Linked DNA regions of Mus musculus: region 2 is linked to region 1. A link is a contact called in public promoter capture Hi-C data. All regions are on one chromosome and are shown on one strand. Each heading gives the region's core, a stretch centred on a gene start, on an enhancer-like site or on the middle of the called end of the contact. The rest is flanking DNA. Distances are from core to core; before and after follow the strand shown.

Region 1 (3,335 bases), core at 301-2,800:
GGCTAGTGAGATGGTTGAGTGGTTAAGAGCACTGGCTGTTCTTCCAAGGTCCGGAACTCATTTCTCAGCAACCACATGGTGGCTCACAACCAACTATAAAGGTATCTGATGCTATCTTCTGGTGTGTCTGAAGACAGCTACAGTGTATACTCATATACATAAAATAAATAACTAAATCTTTTTTAAAAAATGGCCTTGAATCTCAAATTTAAGCAAACAGCTTCAGTTGTTTACATTTTAATTGCATGTAGTTATTTATTTTGTGCGAGTGAGAGGCACATGCGGCTGTCTCAGAGGACAACGTGAAGGAGTCAGGTCTCTCCTCCCACACAGGGGATTGAATTTACAAAACTAGCCTTGCTGATAAGTGGTTTTACTCTCAGGCTGCCCAGCTTCAACATTTGAAAGTTTTGGTTTCCTTGTCGGCAAAGAAGGACTGACAATTCAAAGTACTTATTTGTTTGTTTGTTTGTTTGTTTGTTTTAAGCGTTTTCAAACAGGGTTTCTCTGCGTATCCCTAGCTGTCCTGGAACTCACCCTATAAACCAGGCTAATCTTTAACTCACAGAGATCGGCCCAACTCCCAAGTGCTAGAATTAAACCACCCCCTGCCAACGTTGTTATTTATTTATTGAATATGAGTACACCATTGCTCTCTTCAGACACACCAGAAGAGGGCATCAGATCCCATTAAATGTGGTTTTGAGCAACCATGCGGTTGCTGAGAATTGAACTCAGGATCTCTGGTATAGCAGTCGGTGCTCTTAACCACTGAGCCATCTCTCCAGATCCAAGTTGTTGTTGTTTGTTTGTTTGTTTGTTTCAATGTATTTTTATGAGTATCTGCATGCCTGAGTGTGTATGTCTGTGCACCACATGCATGTATGTGCCCATAGACGCCAGAGGAAGGAGTCGGATGCCCTGGAGCTGGCCTTTCAGACTGTTGTGAGCCACCAGGTAGGTGCTAGGAACCGAATTCCCCTGCAAGAGCATGCAGTTTTAATTTCTGAGGCGGCTCTCTCCCTCTATGGAAATGGCTTCAGCATTGCGATTTGTGAATATGCAATGCAGTAACGAGTTCGTAAAGGCTTGAGATGTTGACAGTGGGGCGATCAGAGATCCAGCTCATCCCTGTAACTATCTTTTCTTCGCACTTGGATCTAGCGGGTCACTTGGACGGGCAAGCCATGCCTTGCACCAAGGAATCTATTCCCAGTGACAGGGACAAGAGTCGCCAGGAGAGGGGGGCGTGCCACCTTCGCCTAGGACGCTCCCGTAGTTGGAGAAAGCCAGCCCTTGCGCGCCTGATTCGAAAATTCAATTTTTAACTGTCCGTTTTCCGCCTCCGCTGTGTTTAGGATGAACTCCTGTGCATTGTTACTAGCCTCCGCGAGGCATCCATTCCTCTCAGGCTGTCTTTAGCGCAGCAAAACTACGATTCCTACTGGGATGGCTTTGAAGATGATGATGATGGAGAAAACCCTTTCGCCGCTGCTTCTTTTTACTCAGGCACGTCCGTGGCTACCTCCATCTTCGGGGGGCGGAGCCGCGTCTGGACCGGAAGGACCCCGGCGCCGTCTCCATTTTGGAACTTTCCCCGAGCCTCTGCTCTCGGTTCCCGGGAGTTCTGTCCGCCGCTGCCGGTGCCGCGGTGTCGCCGGGGGCCACGGTGTTGCCGGGCAGGATGAGTGTGATAGACCACGTGCGGGACATGGCGGCTGCGGGACTGCACTCCAACGTGCGGCTCCTCAGCAGCCTGCTGCTCACCATGAGTAACAACAACCCGTGAGTTGGAGAGGCGGGGAGGTGGCGGTCCCGGGAGCCGGGGTTGGCGGTGGCGGGGGGACGGTGTGGTCCCGCGGAGGGCTGCGCGGGATCCGGCCTCGGTGGCCTCGGAGTTCTGGCTCCTTCCAGAACGACGAAGTCCCCTGAGTCCCGGGGACCCAGTCCACCGAGTGTCAGCCGTGGGGGTGCCACCCCAGCGGAGGGAGGGGACCCCACTTTCCGAGACTGAGAGCATCGGTGGCGGGCGCGGTGGCGCCTTTTTTTAATTTAAAAGGAACCCTGGCAGTCTAATGTAAGGCCCGACATTGCCGCCGGGGAGTGACTGGTTTTGTGTGGTTGTGTTTACAAACAGGGGTCTCCTGTAGCCCAGGCTAGCCTGCCCCAGGCTGTGTGTGTGTGTGTGTGTAGTCAAGGAAGACCTTGACCTTCTTACCCTCCTGCCTACGCCTCCCAGAAGCTGGGGGGGGGGGGTTAACTGGTGTTTTACACCCCCACCATGCTCTCAGTGTGCGTGTGGACCTTGGGGATCGAACCAGGGATTTCAGGCGTGCTAGGCAAAACACTACCGATGGAGTGACAGTTCTATCTAGCCGGGTTTACTGCGTCTCAAAGGAAGCCCGGGACAGTTGTAGGCTTGAATTGCCTGTAAGGGCCTTGCTTAAAAATTTCCCCATCATTGCTCACTCTTCGACGTGGCTCCGCAAGTCAACCTAGTCATTCCTTTTCTCTAATTTCTCCTCCTGCCCGAGCGCTCTCAGAGCAAGCATTGGCACCGGTGGCTTCACTTTAGAACCGCTGCCTGAGCCGGGCAGTGGTGGCGCATGCCTTTAGTCCCAGCACTTGGGAGGCAGAGGCAGGCGGATTTCTGAGTTCGAGGCCAGCCTGGTGTACAGAGTGAGTTCCAGGACAGCCAGGGCTACACAGAGAAACCTTGTCTCAAAACAAAACAAAACAAAAAAAAATGCTAAGGAAATGTGTTTATTACAGGGAGGTCCAGTAGGTCGACCAAGATCACACCCTGGAGAACATAGAGGAGCGAGTGGATCTGTCTATGATTGGAGATAGTTTGTATTTCAGTCCACCACTGTCTAGTGCTTCCAAAGAACATTACAGTAGCCTTCTACTCCGTGCAGACATTTGCATTTGGCGTGGCTGAGGCTAGTCTAGTGAGACAGCCAAAGGGCTGTGAGGGGCCTGTAATTCAGTCACTACCCCCCACTCCAATTCATTAGTGTGCTTTGGACCGACTAGGCACACACATCATTTGGTCACCAGCTTCTTTTTTTTTTTTTTTTTAAAGATTTTATTTATTTATTTATTTTTATTTATTATATGTAAGTACACTGTAACTGTCTTCAGACACTCCAGAAGAGGGCATCAGATCTCATTACGGGTGGTTGTGAGCCACCATGTGGTTGCTGGGATTTGAACTTCGGACCTTCGGAAGAGCAGTCGGGTGCTCTTACCCACTGAGCCATCTCACCAGCCCGGTCACCAGCTTCTTAGTGTGACACGAGGGACACTGGTCTCTGTCAGCCTTCTGTGTTGAT
Region 2 (3,526 bases), core at 731-3,230, 1.1 Mb after region 1:
ATCACCTCATCAAACTGGAACATTAGCCAGATCATAATATTCCAAGAACAAATCCTTCAAGGCCTTCAGAGAAAATCCAAAGCCCCACAATGAGCCACAAGGATCAGTCACAGTATTTGAGCCCTGGTTATCTCTCCAACCTCACTCCAGCCCGCCCACTTTGCTTTGCTGCATACCACACAAAATACACCTTCTAGGCTTGCCAGGAACCCCTTCTGCTGAAGGCCTCTCCCTCACCCAGGCCACTCAGTCAGCTTTCTCCAAGCTGTCTCACACCACTGCACCATATTTTTCTTCACATTACATCACCAGCTGACTTTGTTTCTTTTCTGACACAGGTCTTCTCTGTGTAATGGCCCTGGCTGTCCTAGAACTCACTCTGTAGACCAGGCTGGCCTTGAACTCATAAAGAACTGTCTGCCTCTGCCTCCCAAGTGCTGGAATTAAAAGTGTGTACTACCACCTCCTGGACTTTTGGTGCTTTTTAAAAAAAAGGCCAGGAGGTGGTAGTTCATACTTTTAATTTATATGAATGGTGTTTTATATGCATGCCTCCAAGTGTGTCTGTGTGAGAGTGTCAGATTCTCTGGAACTGGAGTTACAACAAGGTGAGAGCTGCCTGATGGCTGCTGGGAAACACATGGCTATTCCTCCCGTTTCTGCCTACCCTCCCCACTTCAGTTCTTTTACAATGCATTTTTAACCTCAGGACCCTCAAAGGTTAAGCAGCACATGTGCAAAATTTAGCCCCTTCGATTTTGGTACAAGAATAACGGTCTACTTCCCAGTTCAACTGATGCTCAGTTTCAGGGGTGGTGGAGTGGGGGCAGAATCTGTTAAGAACACTGTTTCTATAACATGAGAAAATGGGAAACGTGCTCCACTCGGAAGATGCGGGTTTAGTACAGTACATGGCATCATGGAAGGGGGTACCTATGAAAGTGTGGCAGCTTGTCCAATGCTCAGGAGTTCACTAAGACTTGGAAATAGTCTCTGGGGCAAGTCAGGGTCCGGGCGTTCTTTCCCTGGCCCCTTTACCCTATATATAATAGTCACATGACAGTCCCTTACCTGAGCAATAGGAACCGCACACAGTGTCATGCCAAATCCAGTCAACACAGTTTTGTGCCATGGTTTTATCAATTCTGAGAAACAGCGTTTCTTAGAGTTAGCCAAGACAGGAAAACGCTGTCTGTACCTGGAAACATAAGTCAAAATTTAAAAAGCCCAAAATCAATCTGTAAAAGGCTCTGTGGTCTGCAGGAGTTTTGGACCAAGCAGTAAATGAGACTAAATGAGGAAGTGCCCGCAATCTTCTAAGAAAATAAACCACAGGACGGCCAGTTAAGTCTCGGCACTCGGGAGTCAGGGGCATGCGATCTGAGTTCCACGAGCGACAGGTCAATGCGCGTGGAAGCGTCCCGCCAGGCGGAGAAGTTTCAAAGTCGCCGCAGCCGATTAGCAACTTGACGCCAACGTAAAACTCTCCGGAGTGCGCAGGATTCAGCTTTAGACCCCGGGACCTGGGTTCCAGGTGTCGCCAATGGTCGCCTCCAGCAAATCCCGGGAGCGAGCCGCTGTCGCCGGTGGCCGAGTTTACGGGGACCCGTGCTCTCTCTAACAATGCGCTGCCAGCCAACGCCGTGGCCCGGCTGTCCCTCAGTGTCCCTGGGGACCCCCCAAAGCCAGCCCCCGGGATGCGTGGGAGGAGAACCACTTTCAGGCGCCCGTCCCTGATGGAGGACGAGGGACGAAGGCGGGGGCCCGCCTCTAACTTCAGAAGAAGGCGGGACGCGGCAGCACCACGGCCCGGGGCCGACGCACTGGCCGGCACGGCGCTCCCGGTTCCTCTCCGCCGCCGCCCGCCCTCTGCTACCGCGGCCGTACCTGAACAGAGAGCAGACGCTCCGAGTCACCCAACTTCTCAGAGCCGCCATCCCGCGGCGGACCGACGCCGGACGCACGCGCCGGAAGTGACGCAGCATAGCAAGCAGAAGCGCAAGCGAGGCGGGGCCCAAGGAGCCCGGAGCTTCATGGTCACGCCCCCAGAGGAGGACGCGGTTGCGATTGGACAAACGGAGTGGGCGGGGCCGGGACACCAGGAAACCGCTCTAACGGTCGCACCTGGCTTCCAACCGCTCCGACTTCGTCGCCGGTCCCCGCAGGCTCCAGTGCACGGGTGCTGAAGCCGGGTCGCGCGCCGTGACGCGGGCAGCGGGCTGGGGGGCGAGGCGAGGCGGGGCCGCTCCTGGAAAGGGAGACTGTGTGGCCAGGGAGGGGAAGCTCGGAGCCACGGCGAGGCGCGGTGGGGCGGGGCGGAGCAGGGCGGGGCCGGGGCGCTGTCACTTCAGCACCAAGAAGTAGGTGGTCCAGCCGGCCAGCAGGAGCGCCCCGATGAGCACAGTGTAGCTGAGGAGCACGAAGGCGAGCAGCTCCCGCAGCAACTGCAGCACGTGGATGGTGGACGAGGTCTGCATCGCCCTGCAGAGACCGGGAGCCTGAGCACGCACAGGCTGCACGCAATGAACAGTACTCTTCCAAGGCCAAGGAAGCCCAAAGTGCTATTCTCCCCTACACTGAAAGTCTAAAGCAGTAGTTGCCCCCCACTCTCACTGGCACTTGAACTCAGACAAGGGAAGGAGCCTGGTCTTTTCCAGTCCTGACTCTGTATTAGGCTCCAACCGCCCTCTCTTCCCACCATCTCTTGCATTTTTAATGGAGCTGGTGCCGCTAATGGGCTAGTGGAAGACAGTTTTATTTTCCCTTCACTCAAGCCGCAGCCCTGTCTATGGCCCTGTCTCATAGTGGAGGGGAAGCAGCAGGACATTGCTCATTCCCTCCGTCATTCCCCTGGCCTTGTCGATGATAGATTTTAAGGATTTTTTCTTGTGTGTGCCCCCAGTATGCTTGCCTAATAGCCAGTCAGGATTAAAATTGAAGGGTGTCAAGTGATGGGTACTAACTCGATTTCACTCATATCTTTCTTGATATGCTTTATGCATCTGCCCTTAGCTAATTTCACCTCAGATGCTAAGAGTCACAAGCTAGCTCAAATTCATTGCTGCCTTGCCTAGCAGTTACCATCAATGGCAGCCTCTAGTTTCCCACTCTTCCCAATTTACTTACTTGGCAAAGTTTCCACGACTCTTCCACCTCCACAGCTTCCACAGCCGCTCTCAGGTATGGTGAAAGTAGACTTGTACGCACTCCAGAGATCTGGGCAGAGCTGAGAGGTCTTCAGGCAGCTGGAGCACTCAACAACTAGGTGTGGTCTAGCGACCAATTACAATCTCTGTGTGGTTTCTGAGCTCCCAGGGAGCTGCGCACAGGCAATGCCAGACCAGGCGGGGCATTAACAGCCCTGCCCGCCCTCTGCCTGCATTACCTCCACAGCCTACAGGATGAGGCATCAGCAGTTTCCAGGACTTCTGACTCAAATGGGCTGAACAAGTGGTACACTAGGGGGTATTTCAAGCCCCTTCTTGTCTTGCTTGTCTAAATACTACAGACAGGCTGTACTTCCAAT

What was found. Capture Hi-C pulls out chosen DNA fragments and counts their contacts.
Region 2: a promoter capture Hi-C map of liver shows a contact between it and region 1, with 2.2 times the contacts expected there. The contact joins the promoter of Diablo here to the promoter of Anapc7 in region 1. A contact is called at or near these places in 1 of 484 Hi-C or Micro-C datasets (B cells) and 2 of 9 other capture datasets (liver and pancreatic islet).

Annotation. Positions count from the first base shown.
Region 1 is chr5:122,420,894-122,424,228 of GRCm38.p6, forward strand. It overlaps Anapc7 (anaphase promoting complex subunit 7), which reads left to right and starts at 1,551. Exons shown (of 11, transcript NM_019805.4): 1 at 1,551-1,785. The coding sequence starts at 1,685.
Region 2 is chr5:123,522,184-123,525,709 of GRCm38.p6, forward strand. Diablo (diablo, IAP-binding mitochondrial protein) reads right to left here and starts at 1,981. Exons shown (of 6, transcript NM_023232.3): 1 at 1,888-1,981; 2 at 1,072-1,198. The coding sequence starts at 1,937. It overlaps Mir7647 (microRNA 7647), which reads right to left and starts at 512; the gene lies at 454-512.